3 separate regions of the Mus musculus genome follow, and regions 1 and 2 are each linked to region 3. A link is a contact called in public HiChIP or PLAC-seq data. All regions are on one chromosome and are shown on one strand. Each heading gives the region's core, a stretch centred on a gene start, on an enhancer-like site or on the middle of the called end of the contact. The rest is flanking DNA. Distances are from core to core; before and after follow the strand shown. Region 1 overlaps Atrn (attractin). Region 2 has its middle 47 kb from the start of Rnf24. Region 3 holds the start of Ap5s1 (adaptor-related protein 5 complex, sigma 1 subunit).

Region 1 (4,524 bases), core at 1,789-4,288, 250 kb after region 3:
AGAATTCTCTTTTTATTCTTCTAACAGCCCAACTTTGCTATTTGTGAAATTCCTCTCTGTATGGAAGCTATGAATCCTAGGTTTGTCAAAGTCCATAAAATATTAAAGGAACTCTTCAGTCTGCTGTGGGTGATAGGACTTCAATTAGTAATGCAGAGAAAATGGGAACACATTGTTGTGTCATTCATTACCTATCCAGCTGACAAAGAAAAATGTAACAAATGTTACCTAATATTTGAATTGGTGAGGCTTCAAGGCAACAAGCAAGCTTCTATACTGCTACTGGGCATGTAAGATTGTAGGAGTCTACTAAAGGGATTTTGGCAACTTGAAACAAAACTACGTATTTACCTTTTGAACTTTAAATCACTTTTCTAGAAGTCTATCACATAGATATAGTGCCACAGAGTGAACTTCAATATTTATTGTTAGGTGCATGTATGGAAGAGTGGGCAATACAGAAAAAATATAGTCATGTGACTTTTGGAGAAATGAGGGTCTGACACATGGACAGTCTCTTCCCCTTTCAGTACTCTGTAGCCTAGGCTGGCGCAGAACTCATGACTTTCCACCTTGAAGAATTCCTCTTACCTTAGACACTTACCCTGACTGCCCAACCTGCATTCTTTTTTTCTTTTTTCTTTTCTTTTTTTTTTTTTTCCTCCTTTTTTGGCCTTTCAAGATAGGGTTTCTATATATAGCCTTGGCTCTCCAGGAAAATACTCTGTAGACTAACTAGGCTGGCCTCAAACTCAGAGTTCCACCTGCCTCTGCTTCTCAAGTGCTGGGATTAAAGGTATGCACTATCATTGGCTGCTTCCAACCTATTCCAACCTATATTCTTTTTGTTTGTTTTTGTTTGTTTGTTTTGTTTTTGTTTGTTTGCTTTTCGAGACAGGGTTTCTCTGTGTATCCCTGGCTGTCCTGGAACTCACTCTGTAAACCAGGCTGGTCTCGAACTCAGAAATCCACCTGCCTCTGCCTCCCAAGTGCTGGGATTAAAGGCGTGTGCCACCACTACCTATATTCTTAAAAGACCAATCCACTGACAATGGAAATTAGTGTTTAAAACTCACTTTTGGAAAAGCAGGGCATCTCTAAATTAGATGTTCATCCTCAAACTAAAACAGAACAATTGGGCTGGAGAGATGCCTCAGCAGTTAAGATCACCAGCTGTTTTTCCAGAGGTCTTGAGTTCAATTCCCAGCAACCACATGATGGTTCATCACCATCATGAGTCTGATGTCCTCTTTTGGCATGCAGGTATACATGAAGATAGATCATTCATATACATTAAATAAATAAATAAATAAATAAATAAATACCAAACCCACAACATTTCTCTAATCCCTTTCATTCCTTCCCAAACTAGACCTTTTTAGAAGAAAAATCTAATTATATGTTTGGGTCAAGAAACGCTCCCAGTGCATTTGTAATATGCACACCAGAGACAGACAATGGCTGTAGGTCAGACTCAAGCGCTCCTGTGAAAAGATGCTCACTAGCTAGAGTTTAAAAAACTACAGCAGAATTAAACACATCAAATATTTCTAAGTCCAAGTTCATAAAGACATAAGACTCCTCAAAAGGAACCTCATCTGTTCCTTCTGGGCTGTGACAAACACGGATGCTTAGCCCCCACTTCCAAGATCCCACAACTCCACGCAAGTTTAATACTAATCCACAATGAGAAATTTGGTAGCTCACCTAAACTGGGCTTCAATTTTTCTAAGTCAACAAAGGACCAAATAAATATAGTGATTGTATGGCTCTGTATTCGTTACAGTGTCTGAAAACTTGACATTCCAATAACCAAAAAGAACACTAGGATTCATTTTTAATCCTACCACTGGTTCCCTGGGAATAACATGAATCAAGTTGGATTTAGTTAATAAAACTATTGCTTAAACTAAGCACAGCTGATATCTTCAGAAATTGTGAATCTCTCAGGTCACATGATGGGAGGGCGGGAGAGAAGGCTGCTAGGTAAATGCCATCTCCTCATCTAGCACCTCACAATCTCACTGCTTTCCCTCCTGTAATCCTCTCTCAATTAGAACAACTGTTAGACATAGGTGATCCCACACTGCTGACTGACAACACTGCAATGAAGGGAGAGCCATCGATTTCTCTCATGATCAAACTGCAACCATGACCTCTTACCAACCTCTAACATTTCCAATCCTGCCTAAAACTGAGATATTCAAACACATCACAGAAATTACACAAAATAAAATAAAATAAAAAATAAAAACACTGTTCAGACAGTCATTCCTGATTTTGATTCATGGATAAACTACATTTTATGACAAATTGTCGACCTCTCTGTGTTTGGGTAAAACTTAAGAATGTTTTAATAGACAATTCATTCAATTGTTACTATTACTATACATTAGTATGCAAATGCCCACACGTGCCTAACTCTGTGCTAGGAGAACACTAAGAACACACATGAGCTGGGGCAGATTCCACCAGCAAGGCCAGGTGACATGATACTTGCCAGATGAAAACCTCAAGAGGCATTTAGGGCTTTTTCTGAGGAAAGCATCAGATTGTAATTTAAGATAACACTCAAGTTAACAAGATATTTAAAAAATCTTTCCACTTTAGTCTCTAATCATACAATGGTCTTGCCACAATCCCCTATATACTTGTAAAACACTAAATAATCACATGATTAAAGATATCATCTTTCCCCACTATCTAGCTTCTAAACGGTCATTCTTCACAACTCCAGAATGGCACTTTTATCCTTTTCCTAATGCAAGTTAAATTACTTGTATTAGGAAACTCCAACAGAAAATTTGAATACCTGTAGGACTATATAATGTAAGCATTAGAGTATTAAAGAAAGAAGCAGAAAGCAGTAACAGAAGCAAAATAAGAAAAGTCAGCATCAGCAGGCTGTTAAGTTTCTCAATCTTAAAGCACACTTTCAAGTGACTAGGTAAAATGGCCATTCTGCATGTCCCTTATGGCAAATGCTGTGTTTGCAGAAGGCAAAATGCTGAGGTCAGAACTCAGGATCTTGTGCAAGCTAGATAAACACTCTATTGCTGGCCCACAACCCTAGTCCTTTGCATGTCCTTTACAGGACTAAGGTTCCTGGAGCAAATGGAAAAAGAGCTCTGCTGGTCAGAAAAGTATTCCTGAGCACACACCTGGATATAGTGCAGACTTCAGACTTGCTCTTTGACCCCATAACCTCCCAGTCCTATTCCCCTTACCTTATCGTGCACTTAGAACTGCCTTCTCTCCTTTTTTCTCCCCAAACCTCTTACCATTCAGATACAACTGTTAGGAAGTTGATATTAAAAATGAATATAAGATGTAAGACAGTAATAGAGCCTTTGCTTTCCAATTACCTGTTGTACAAGACTGCTGAATGGCCAAATCTGTTGACATCATGATGGAGCTCAGGTCTGGGAAGCACTGACCATCGGTCACAAGCTAAGGGGGAGAAAAACACATTTCAGAGTAGGTTGTCATATATAGTCCATGTGAACTCTCAGTCTTTATAGAAAAAAACATAAATTTTGAACCCAGCACTCAGAAGGCAGAAGCAGGAGGGTCTCTGTGCATTCAAGGCCAGCCTGTTCTACCTACTGAGTTTCAGACAGCCAGGTCAGAGAAACCCTGTCTCAAAAAAAAAAAAAAAAGGAAAACAAAGAATGCCTCATCCACAGCCTCATACCACATGCTTGTCTGTCTTTTAGTTATGTTATTATGTGTAAAGGAAAGCAGCAACAGCAGCAGCAATGTTTCAGGGCATGAAATAAATATACTGCACAGAACTTCTAATTAATGTAGTCATTCATCACCCACAACCCCCCTCCTGATGGTCACCACTCTGCTGTCTACCAGTTTTCCCTACCAGAATGTCTGCTTTAGTATTTGTGGTGCTAGGGATCAGTCCCAGGGCCTTGTGTATAGCAGGCAAGCACTCTACTGCTGAGATGCATCCCCGGAGCACCACAGTATTTTCTAACTTAAAATTTTTAATGCTAGGTATACAGCTATTTTAACTAGGGCACACATCTGTAATCCTAGCACTTGGGAAGGTGGAGCCAGGAGAACCAGGAGTTCAAAAGAGCCTCAGCTACAAGTACACAGCAAATCTGAGGCCTTTGCAGATAAGCTTTAATAAAAATGAACACACAGAGCACATATTTCACCTATGTCCTTCCTCAGCCGCCTGCACCCTAAATTAGGCTAAAGGATTTCTTTGTTGACAAGTCTGAAGGATTCTCCAGTCATTTTTAGCCACTCTTCTGGCCATTAACATATCTCACAGGTCATCAATCTCACCTATTTTCTCCCTGCTTCTCTGACACTCTCTTTAGTCTCTACTCTTGTTCAGACTCTGTTCTCCAACTGTCTCTGACTCTTGCTCATCTTTTATGCCCCACAATAACTCACCTCTCCTACAACCACCTCTCAGCAATCAGCTCTGTCCTAAAGACATCTCCAATTGGATATGCCCCACACTTACTTCATTCTCTTCTTCCCAGATCCTACTCCCTG
Region 2 (4,569 bases), core at 2,030-4,529, 190 kb before region 3:
TCTGGAAATCACATCTGGAAGCCATGATGTTGCTGGACTTTTCAGAGCAGCAAAGAGGAAAGGGGTGGGGGCTGTGCTGACGTCAGTACAGACCACCCAGGAGCCTTAGCCAGAGCATTAAGCAGGAAGGCTAATTTTTCCACCATAATACTGTCCCCACTCCAACTCTGACAGAGCCAGCTACAGCCCAGCACCCAACCCTGCTGCCATATTGACCCTCTTCCACCCTAAGCTACAGGGACTCTGTTGAAGAAGACATATCCTGCCCTGTGGATCCTTCTTCTCTCCCTGACATCAGCTCTCCCCCCCAAAACCGATCCCTTCTCCTTTTTCATTCGTCCCTAGGTTCCTCCTTTGTGTAGCTAATGTCTCTTAAATTAAAAACCAAACTATAAACTCATGAAGAAATGTGTGGTCCGTAAGATTTACAAGATGCCTCCACACAGTACAAGCTTAGAATTCCTTCTGTTCTGCAGCAATCAACAAGCCTAAGAAAGAGCTAAACAATGAGCTTCCAGCCTGGAGCATCAGAGGCCTCAGGGCCCAACATCTCACCTGAACTGCCCAACTGCTGTGTTATCAGAGCCTCACATCTTCCCAGTAGTGGCTTCCAACTCACTGAGACCATCAGACAGATCTTTTGTCCAGCAGTCACTTGCTGACATCCCCAGCTCTGTTAATTGTTACAGGCCTTCAGGGATCCAGAGGCTTCAAATCCAGAGACCTGTTTTCTCCTATCCCTTAAAGCATCCCGCCACCCACCAACACCTACCAATCTTGGAATGGAGGCAAACCCCATCCCTCTCTAGTCACTACTAAGCAACTCCCAACCAGTCCTCCAATCTCTTGGACTCTTTAGTCTCCCTTCCACCGACTTCCCTTGAACCTTTGTGATAGTGACCACTTTTGCAAAAGTGACCAGTTATTCCCCTTCCTGTGTCCCCTCCCAGCATATGCCCTTTGCATTATGACTTTGTATTATCATCTCCCATTAGGGAACATCCTGGATCTAGACTCTTCCTGAGGGTTGTTTGGCTTGACAACTTGACAGAAATCTGTGTGAATTTTTACTTCCCTGGGGAATCTGTGCAGTCACTCCAAAAGTACGCCCTCAATAGCCTTCTAAGGGATGAAAAATCATGTTACTCAAGGACCCCACTGACCCAGGCAAGGATCAGCCAGATGACAACCATCTGAACCAGCCCCCAGCCAGCTGCCCATAGAGATGTGAGAGAGCTACTAAGATTGGATTACCAACCTAGACAGAGGAAGCACACAGAAGAGCCATACATCCATACATCCGTGAGATTAGATGAGTAGGGTTCTAAGCCAATAAATTCTGTAAGGCTAGGGAGGTAGACCAATTGGTTGTGTGCTTACTGCATGAGGACCTGCGTGCCTAAAATTGTGCAAATAGCTGGGTGTGGAGGCATATGCTTGTGATCACAGTACTGGGAGCTGGAGATAGACAGATGTCTGAGTCTTGCAAGCCAGCCATAGCCTGATCAGTGAGTCTGGCGTCCCAGATCCTCTATCAAAAAAACAAAGTAGGACCTGGAGTGGCACAGGCCTTTCCTCTCAGCACTCAGACGGCAGAGGCGGGTAGACCTCTGTGAGTTGAAGCCAGCCTGATCCACATAGCAAGTTCCAAGTCAGCCAAGGCTACACAGTGAAACTGTCTCAAATAAATAAATAAATAAATAAATAAATAAATAAATAAGCAAATAAAGTAAGTTATGTTTCTTAAGCACTGTAAGAAACATAAAGTATGAAATTTTCTATCATATACTATGAAACTTGTGTTTCGGACAAGGAATTCAAATCTTTTTATACCACCCCCACTTTGTAAGATTGATGCAAATGTTTTAATCACCACCCAGTAAGACCTTTGTTTACAAAATGGTTCTCTGATGTCTTCCTTGAATTTGATGGCCAAGAGCAATGACTTCTTTCTCCTTGGCAGAGTGACCCTTTCCCCCTTCCTTCATTTCTGGTGTGCCAACTAATTTCAGATTTACCAATTAAACTAAGACTATGAGGTCAGAGATCCCAGGCAATGAGGTATTTTCTCAACTGTGGTTCCTTCTTCTCTGGTGACTCTAGATTATGTTGATTAAAAACCTAGCAAACACATTTCCCAAATATAGATAGGCAGGATAACCAAGGGGCATATGTATCTCGTAAGTGTGGGGAACTCAGAGTCTGTGGGCCTCTTTTCATCAATAGGAACCAGTGGGTAAATGCTTGTTATTCAGAAAAAAAAAATCTGAACTATTTCAGAAGGCTTCATGGGGAAGGTCATGATGGCATGGAGCCCTGGACACCTGCAGCATTAGCCAACTTGGTGATCCATCTCATATGGGCTGTCTTCTCAGATTCAGTCCTTTGTCCCTCTTTCCTGCTTCCTGGTGTCACATTCGCAAAAAAAAACAAAAAACAAAAAAAAAAAACAACAAAAAAAAAACTACTTCTTCATAAATCTTATTCTCAAGCTCTTCTTCAGGAGACCTAGGCCAAGATAACAGCCAAATGTCAGAGAGGTTAAGTCATTTGCTCGAGATCACACAGCTTGGCCATATTCCGATTATACTAACAGAAAAGGTGAGAATCCATACAGAGTGATGATCACTTGACCTGACAGTCATCACTGATCACGTGCAGTCATATGACTGAAATGGAGAAAATGATGACACCATTCTCGTAAGTGGCCAAGCCAGAGAAGTCTGATTAAGTCATAATCATATGCATAGCCAATATTTGCTCAGTCAGTTGATCGATGGCTCTCCCAGCATGGCTCTGAGAACATAAACAGAATATGCATAAATAAATTGTAAGACCCAAAAAGCCTTACATCTGGGATGTCCCACTCACAGAGATGTAGAGACGGAGATGGATGCAAAAAGCAAGAGGTTTATTGACCCAGCATGCTGTGGTTGTCCTGAAATCGGGATAGAAGCGACCCAGAGTAGCTAAAGCACACACCTTTTATACATTTTTTTCCCAAGGTTTCTCTGTGTAGCCCTGGCTGTCCTGGAACTCACTCTGTAGACCAGGCTGGCTCGAACTCAGAAATCCGCCTGCCTCTGCCTCCCAAGTGCTGGGATTAAAGGCATGCGCCACCATGCCTGGCTATACATTTTTTAGAGAAGTTTTCTGTCACAGTTTAGGGCTGGCAGTTTATCATTGGTTAACCTTTAACCGCATTAAGGGGGCAGACTTAAGGACCAGAGACATTGTGTGGGCTTTCCTAAACAATCAGAGAACTATCTCTTAGTGGATAAACTTAAGGACCAGAGACATTGTGTGGGCTTTCCTAAACAATCAGAGAACTATCTCTTAGCACACCTTGCAGTGAGGCAAATTCTGGGAAAAGAACACATTTACTTAACTTTTTACAACAGTGGTCATTTGAGCTACCACAAATCTTACAAAATCAGATGAAAATTTTAGATTTATTTATTTTATGTTATATATAGGAGTGTTATACTTACATGTATGTATAGGAGTGTTATACTTACATGTATGTATAGGAGTGTTATACTTACATGTGTGTATGTGCACCTGGTGTGTGTGCCTCCCTGATGCCCACAGACGTCAGGCATCGGATCCCTGGAACTGGAGTTACAGAGAGTTGTGCAATGCCATGGGTGCTGGGGGGACCTGGGACAGCTGGAAGAGCAGTCAGTGCTCTTAGCCATAGAGCCATCTCTCCAGCCCCTCATATTTTATTTTTTAAGGATTCAAGTTATGTAGCCAGGCATGGTTGCACACACCTTTAATTACAACACTTGGGTGGCAGAGGCAAGCAGATCTCTGCGTTCAAGGCCAGCTTGGTCTACAAAGTGAGTTCCAGGATAGCCAGGGCTATACAGAGAAACCCTCTCTCAAAAAAACCAAACCAAACCAAAAAAAAAAAAAAAAAGAAGGAGGAGGAGGAGGAGGAAGAGGAGGAGGAGGAGAAGGAGAAGGAGAAGGAGAAGGAGAAGGAGAAGGAGAAGGAGAAGGAGAAGGAGAAGGAGAAGGAGAAGAAGAAGAAGAAGAAGAAGAAGAAGAAGAAGAAGAAGAAGAAGAAGAAGAAGAAGAAGAAGAGAAGAAGAAGAAGAAGTCGTTGTTGTTGTTGTTGTTGTTGTTGTTGTTAGAATATTACAACTAGGGCTCCAATCCCTTTGCCTGTGTTTCTATTTCCTTTCAGGCAAAGACCTTTTCTATGCACTTAGAGCCACACTAGGGATTGTTCTGTTTACATGAGCTCTTGCTCTAGAAGTGTCTTCTACAACATGCATTTTCCTTTATCATCTTGTCTGGGAGCTTTCTTTTACACCACTCACAGTATTCCTAGAACATGAACAGACCATATGTTAGTCACTTTTTCTTTTGGTAGGCACGCAGGCTGCTGTTAATCTAGTTTCTACAGTTCTTAACATTGACGCAATCCTGGGTTGACTTTTCAAAGCTCCAACTGACTGACACTGCCTTATCTGCGCACTTCATCCCCTGCCTGACACAGTTAACTTTGAACTCTAAGTCAAGAGTCAAAATACAGCCAGGGAAGAAGAAAGAGTGAGAGCC
Region 3 (4,057 bases), core at 51-2,550:
AATACTAACTACCATGATAATAACATTCTTTCTTTAGCTCCTCTTCATAGTGATACTTTATAAACAATGGAGGACAACTGGGGGAAACATTCAGATTTTTGGTCTTCCTGTTTGCCTGTCCTATTCCAGTGTCCCTTATTACTACCTCTGTGTTCAATGAAGCTTGGAGCTGGGCTGTGTGATTACCTGGCCACTGCCAAAATCTGTTCCTTGCGGAAGAGCCTGTCCCTTTCTGCACCATGTGACCGTGGATCATCGGGTGATTTCTCAGCACCAAAGACACAGGAATAGAGCACTCGGCAAAGGCCTGTATCTTCCAAATTCGGGGCCCTCAGAGTGTGGATGAGGAAAGCGTGGACCATAGCTCCAGGGTGGGTGCTCCAGGAAAGCCAGAGACCTAGATGGTGAAAGTGAATCCCCTGCTAAGGAGGCACCCTAATGAGGGGTGTGGCCTGGGAGTGTGTCCAGAGATTGTGTGGCTAGACAGCGATCACCATCTAGATCTGCCTAGCCTCTGAATAATCTAGTGCCTGCTCTGCATCACAGAACAAGGGCCATCCATAGCTGGACATATCTCCTATGTCGCTAAACCTACTTCTGCAAAACTGTCAGGGAATCTCCAAATGCATACGGGTCATGCGAGTGCAGGAAAAACTGAGAACTAAAAAAAAAAAAATCAGAGACCACAGCTGAATGCCAAGTCTGCTCCCGGAACAAAATAACCCAGCCTCCATACCGGGCTCCATTGAGACAACTTTTAGTATGGAGTGTGAGAGGGGAGTCTTCATCAGTGACACTTGGTTTTGAATGCAGGAACATGTCTTTGTTTTAGGAAACACTCAAGAAAATACCTCTAAAATGCCGCATCTGCAACCGATTCACATCGGCTGGGACAGAGTGAGCGGGGCAAACCTTACCCAAAGGGATCTACCGAGATAACCGAAATCATTTCAAAAAGAAAGACGTGGTGGCACGTACCTGAAATCCCAACCCTCGGGAGGCGGAGGCAAGAGAATCAGGAATTCAAGTCAGCCACAGATACACAGAGAGAGAGCCTGGCCGCTCTGGGCAAAGCGAGAGTGGCAGCCCCCGGTCTCAAGGCTGAGGAGAAACAGTGTTTAGCCACAGCTAAAGCTAAACAGACCAAGAATTCAAAGTTACCCAACAGGAAATTTAGCAAGCCCGCTTCAGGAAGGGAACCTAGATTTGCAGACTTTGACCTCTGGTCACCCTTCTGCCGCCAGCTGAGCGCGTCATTACCCCAGGGCACCACGTCCTCCTCCCACTATCTGCCCCAGTTGCGTCACTGCCTCGCGCGGGCAGCAGCGGCGCGCTGAACTCTGGGGTTTGTAGTTCAGCCATGGGCCTGTGGTCCCGGCGTGGTCCTCGACTTCCCGAGGACGTACACGCTTCTGACCAGCCGATCCCCTCGGCTGCGGGGGCGCCCTGGAGGGCTCATGGCTACGGAAAGCTTCTTTGAAGGCGCTAGAAAGCCCTTGATCAGCTGCGGCCTGGCCACTGCGAGGGCGACCGCCAGGGGGCGCTGAGGACCCCGGCGGCGTGCGCGGAACTGTCCAAGGAAGCCTCCGCTCGGCTGTCCTCAGGCCAAGCTCTGTGCAGTAGTAATGACCGAATTGCAGGAGCAGAAGTCTGCCTGCTGAAACGCAGTCATGAGTTTACATTTGAACCAATGGCCCAAGAGGTGTTTGGGACACACACATTCCTTTAACTCTGAAAGGCATGGGAATTCCTTAGGCTTTCTAAGGCAGGTCTACAGTCACTTGACTAGTGTCTGAGGACAAAAAGAAAGATTTGAGTGGCCCAGGCAGGGGTTCTGAAGAAAGCCCCTCATTAAGGACTGCATCCTGAACCCTCTAGGCCATAAGAACTAGGGCAGTTTCAGGGGACTGGTACTGCATATGCTGCGAGTGTTTCGATCTCAGATGCAATACAAAAGGATGGGTCCAGGCAGAGTGGTGTCTCAATCAGAGAGCTAGGGAGTTATGTTTGCTCCATTCTTGGCAGAAGTTCCTTGTCCCCGGTCCCTATCACTCTGGGCCAGGCCTCATGTCTGCCAGCAGATTGTAGCAAAGAACTGGCAGAGAGGTCTGTGGCAGCTGGGGGGCCACTTGGCATTGAGAGCATGATATCCTGGCCTCTCTTCACTGTTCAGACAGTCCATATCAAGTCCCAAAACCACTGGAAACTACTAATCTTGTGTGGGATGTGGGGAGAAGAATGCACTGAGCCAGTACCCTGGAGGACAGTGGGGGACCCAGGCAGAGGTGGTACAACAGATGACTTCCCTGGTCAGTGCTGGAGGCAGGCAGAACTGGAGGGCTCACCTGATGTGGGTGTGCCCTGGGAGATACTTGCCCTGTGGCCATTGGCCTCTTTTGACCTTTGCTTCAGAGAGTCTGTTGGGTCCCTGGAAACATGCGTGCATGCCACCTCAGACATGGTCAAAAGCAGCCAGCCTAACAGTGTCTACTTCATGTTAGCAATGTGCCTGGCCATCTAGCAAACCCACTGAAGTAATAATTTACTTTGAATTCTTCCTTCTTCCTCTCTCTCTCTCTCTCTCTCTCTCTCTCTCTCTCTCTCTCTCTCTCTCTCTCTCTCTCTTTCTTTCTCTTTTTGAGATCCTCAGAGATCCATCTGCCTGCCTTGAATTTTGAATTTAAAGGGAGCTGAGAGCCAGGCACTACACCTTCAATCCTAGCACTGGAAATGCAGAGGCAGATGGATCTTTGTGAGTTTGACACCAGTTAAGGATACATAGATCCTTCTTAAAAAATAGATAAGGTGGTGGCAAAAGCCTTTAATCCCAGCACTTGAGAGGCAAAGGTAGGCAGATCTCTGTGAGTTTGAAGCCAGCCTGGTCTAAAGAGAGAGTTCCAGAATGGCCAAAGCTACACAGAGAAACCCTGCCTCAACAAACAAAGAATAAAAAAATAAAAATAAATAAACAAATAGGCTAAGAATATAATAGAATCCCTCCCTGGCACTAGAATAACACAAGGCTTGAGTTAGACATGGGTCAGATTTATAATAGGGAAAGAAACTTGGGTGTGGTCTCTCATTTGGCAGATGACTAAGTCACACATCACAGTGCAAAATGGAAAGTCTTTGGATCCTGAGCTCTGCTTCCCACAGCCTGTGCATGGAGGGAAGGGAGGAGGGGAGAACCTGAACAAGATGGTGAAGGGTGGACATGATCTGAGAGAACAGACACGCTGCCGCTGTCACAAGAATGCTTTCCCTGGGAGACCCAAACAAATATTTACTGTTTCTGTGTACAGCATGACAACAATGGAAGATTCCACTAGAGCCTGACTTGGGGAAAGAATGAGTTCCACCAGCCTATTTATCAGCCGAGCGCAGGGGGAGGGGCTGGCTAGTCCAGTAGGCAGTCTATGTAAGTGATCAGTTTCAGGCTGTACACATGCAGCGGAGGAAGCCAGAGTTGCTAGTATTTGCACACACTGTTCAGTTGTTAATACACATGTATACATTGACTCCTCTTGTGCCTGGCCCATATGGGCAATAGCTTTGCTAATTTCTTTCTTTTTTTTTTTTTTTAAAGATTTATTTATTTATTATAAGTACACTGTAGCTGTCTTCAGACACTCCAGAAGAGGGAGTCAGATCTCATTACAGATGGTTGTGAGCCACCATGTGGTTGCTGGGATTTGAACTCTGGACCTTCGGAAGAGCAGTCGGGTGCTCTTACCCACTGAGCCATCTCACCAGCCCAGCTTTGCTAATTTCTTATGAGTCAATTGGCCTTGGAGTCTTTGACAAAATACACATTGGGTCAGGATGCCACTGGCTCAGGGCCCCCTCCACTCCCTGTGGGAATGCTAACAGTCAGCAGGCAGGATTTTGAGGGTCTCCTAAAAAGAGCTGCGGCTGTTCTGTTGAAGATGAAGGCTCTTATACTTGGAGGAGAGCATTCTACAAGTCTGAATGCTTGTAATTATAGCACTTGGAGGTGAAGGCAAGAAGATCAACCTGAGCTACACAAGACGCTCTCTGACATGGAAGTCAGGAGGAA

Evidence for each region. HiChIP or PLAC-seq counts read pairs in DNA pulled down with a chosen protein or histone mark.
Region 1: an H3K4me3 HiChIP or PLAC-seq map of bone marrow-derived macrophages shows a contact between it and region 3, with 5 times the contacts expected there. The contact joins the enhancer-like site here to the promoter of Ap5s1 in region 3. A contact is called at or near these places in 6 of 39 promoter capture datasets (the 3T3-L1 cell line, 3T3-L1-derived adipocytes, the C10 cell line and 3 more), 1 of 15 datasets of contacts at CTCF or cohesin (the NIH/3T3 cell line), 5 of 484 Hi-C or Micro-C datasets (the AML12 cell line, the HPC-7 cell line, erythroblasts and 1 more), 5 of 115 datasets of contacts at active chromatin or transcription factors (astrocytes, bone marrow-derived macrophages, extraembryonic endoderm stem cells and 2 more) and 1 of 9 other capture datasets (adipose tissue).
Region 2: an H3K27ac HiChIP or PLAC-seq map of extraembryonic endoderm stem cells shows a contact between it and region 3. The contact joins the enhancer-like site here to the promoter of Ap5s1 in region 3. A contact is called at or near these places in 2 of 484 Hi-C or Micro-C datasets (embryonic stem cells and nephron progenitors), 4 of 115 datasets of contacts at active chromatin or transcription factors (bone marrow-derived macrophages, extraembryonic endoderm stem cells, large pre-B cells and 1 more) and 1 of 9 other capture datasets (adipose tissue).

The regions. Positions count from the first base shown.
Region 1 is chr2:130,963,770-130,968,293 of GRCm38.p6, reverse strand. It overlaps Atrn (attractin), which reads right to left. Exons shown (of 29, transcript NM_009730.3): 11 at 3,366-3,450. Among named protein-coding and RNA genes, the nearest start is that of Atrn, 60 kb to the right of the region's middle. Within about 2 kb of position 3,038, at least 6 of the 459 cell types and tissues checked have an H3K27ac peak or open chromatin away from gene starts, as enhancers often do. A contact at or near this core is called in bone marrow-derived macrophages, where this site is marked.
Region 2 is chr2:131,397,436-131,402,004 of GRCm38.p6, reverse strand. No RefSeq gene overlaps it. Among named protein-coding and RNA genes, the nearest start is that of Rnf24, 47 kb to the right of the region's middle. Within about 2 kb of position 3,279, at least 3 of the 459 cell types and tissues checked have an H3K27ac peak or open chromatin away from gene starts, as enhancers often do. A contact at or near this core is called in extraembryonic endoderm stem cells, where this site is marked.
Region 3 is chr2:131,207,603-131,211,659 of GRCm38.p6, reverse strand. It overlaps Ap5s1 (adaptor-related protein 5 complex, sigma 1 subunit), which reads right to left and starts at 1,300. Exons shown (of 3, transcript NM_001291031.1): 1 at 979-1,300; 2 at 187-397. The coding sequence starts at 362.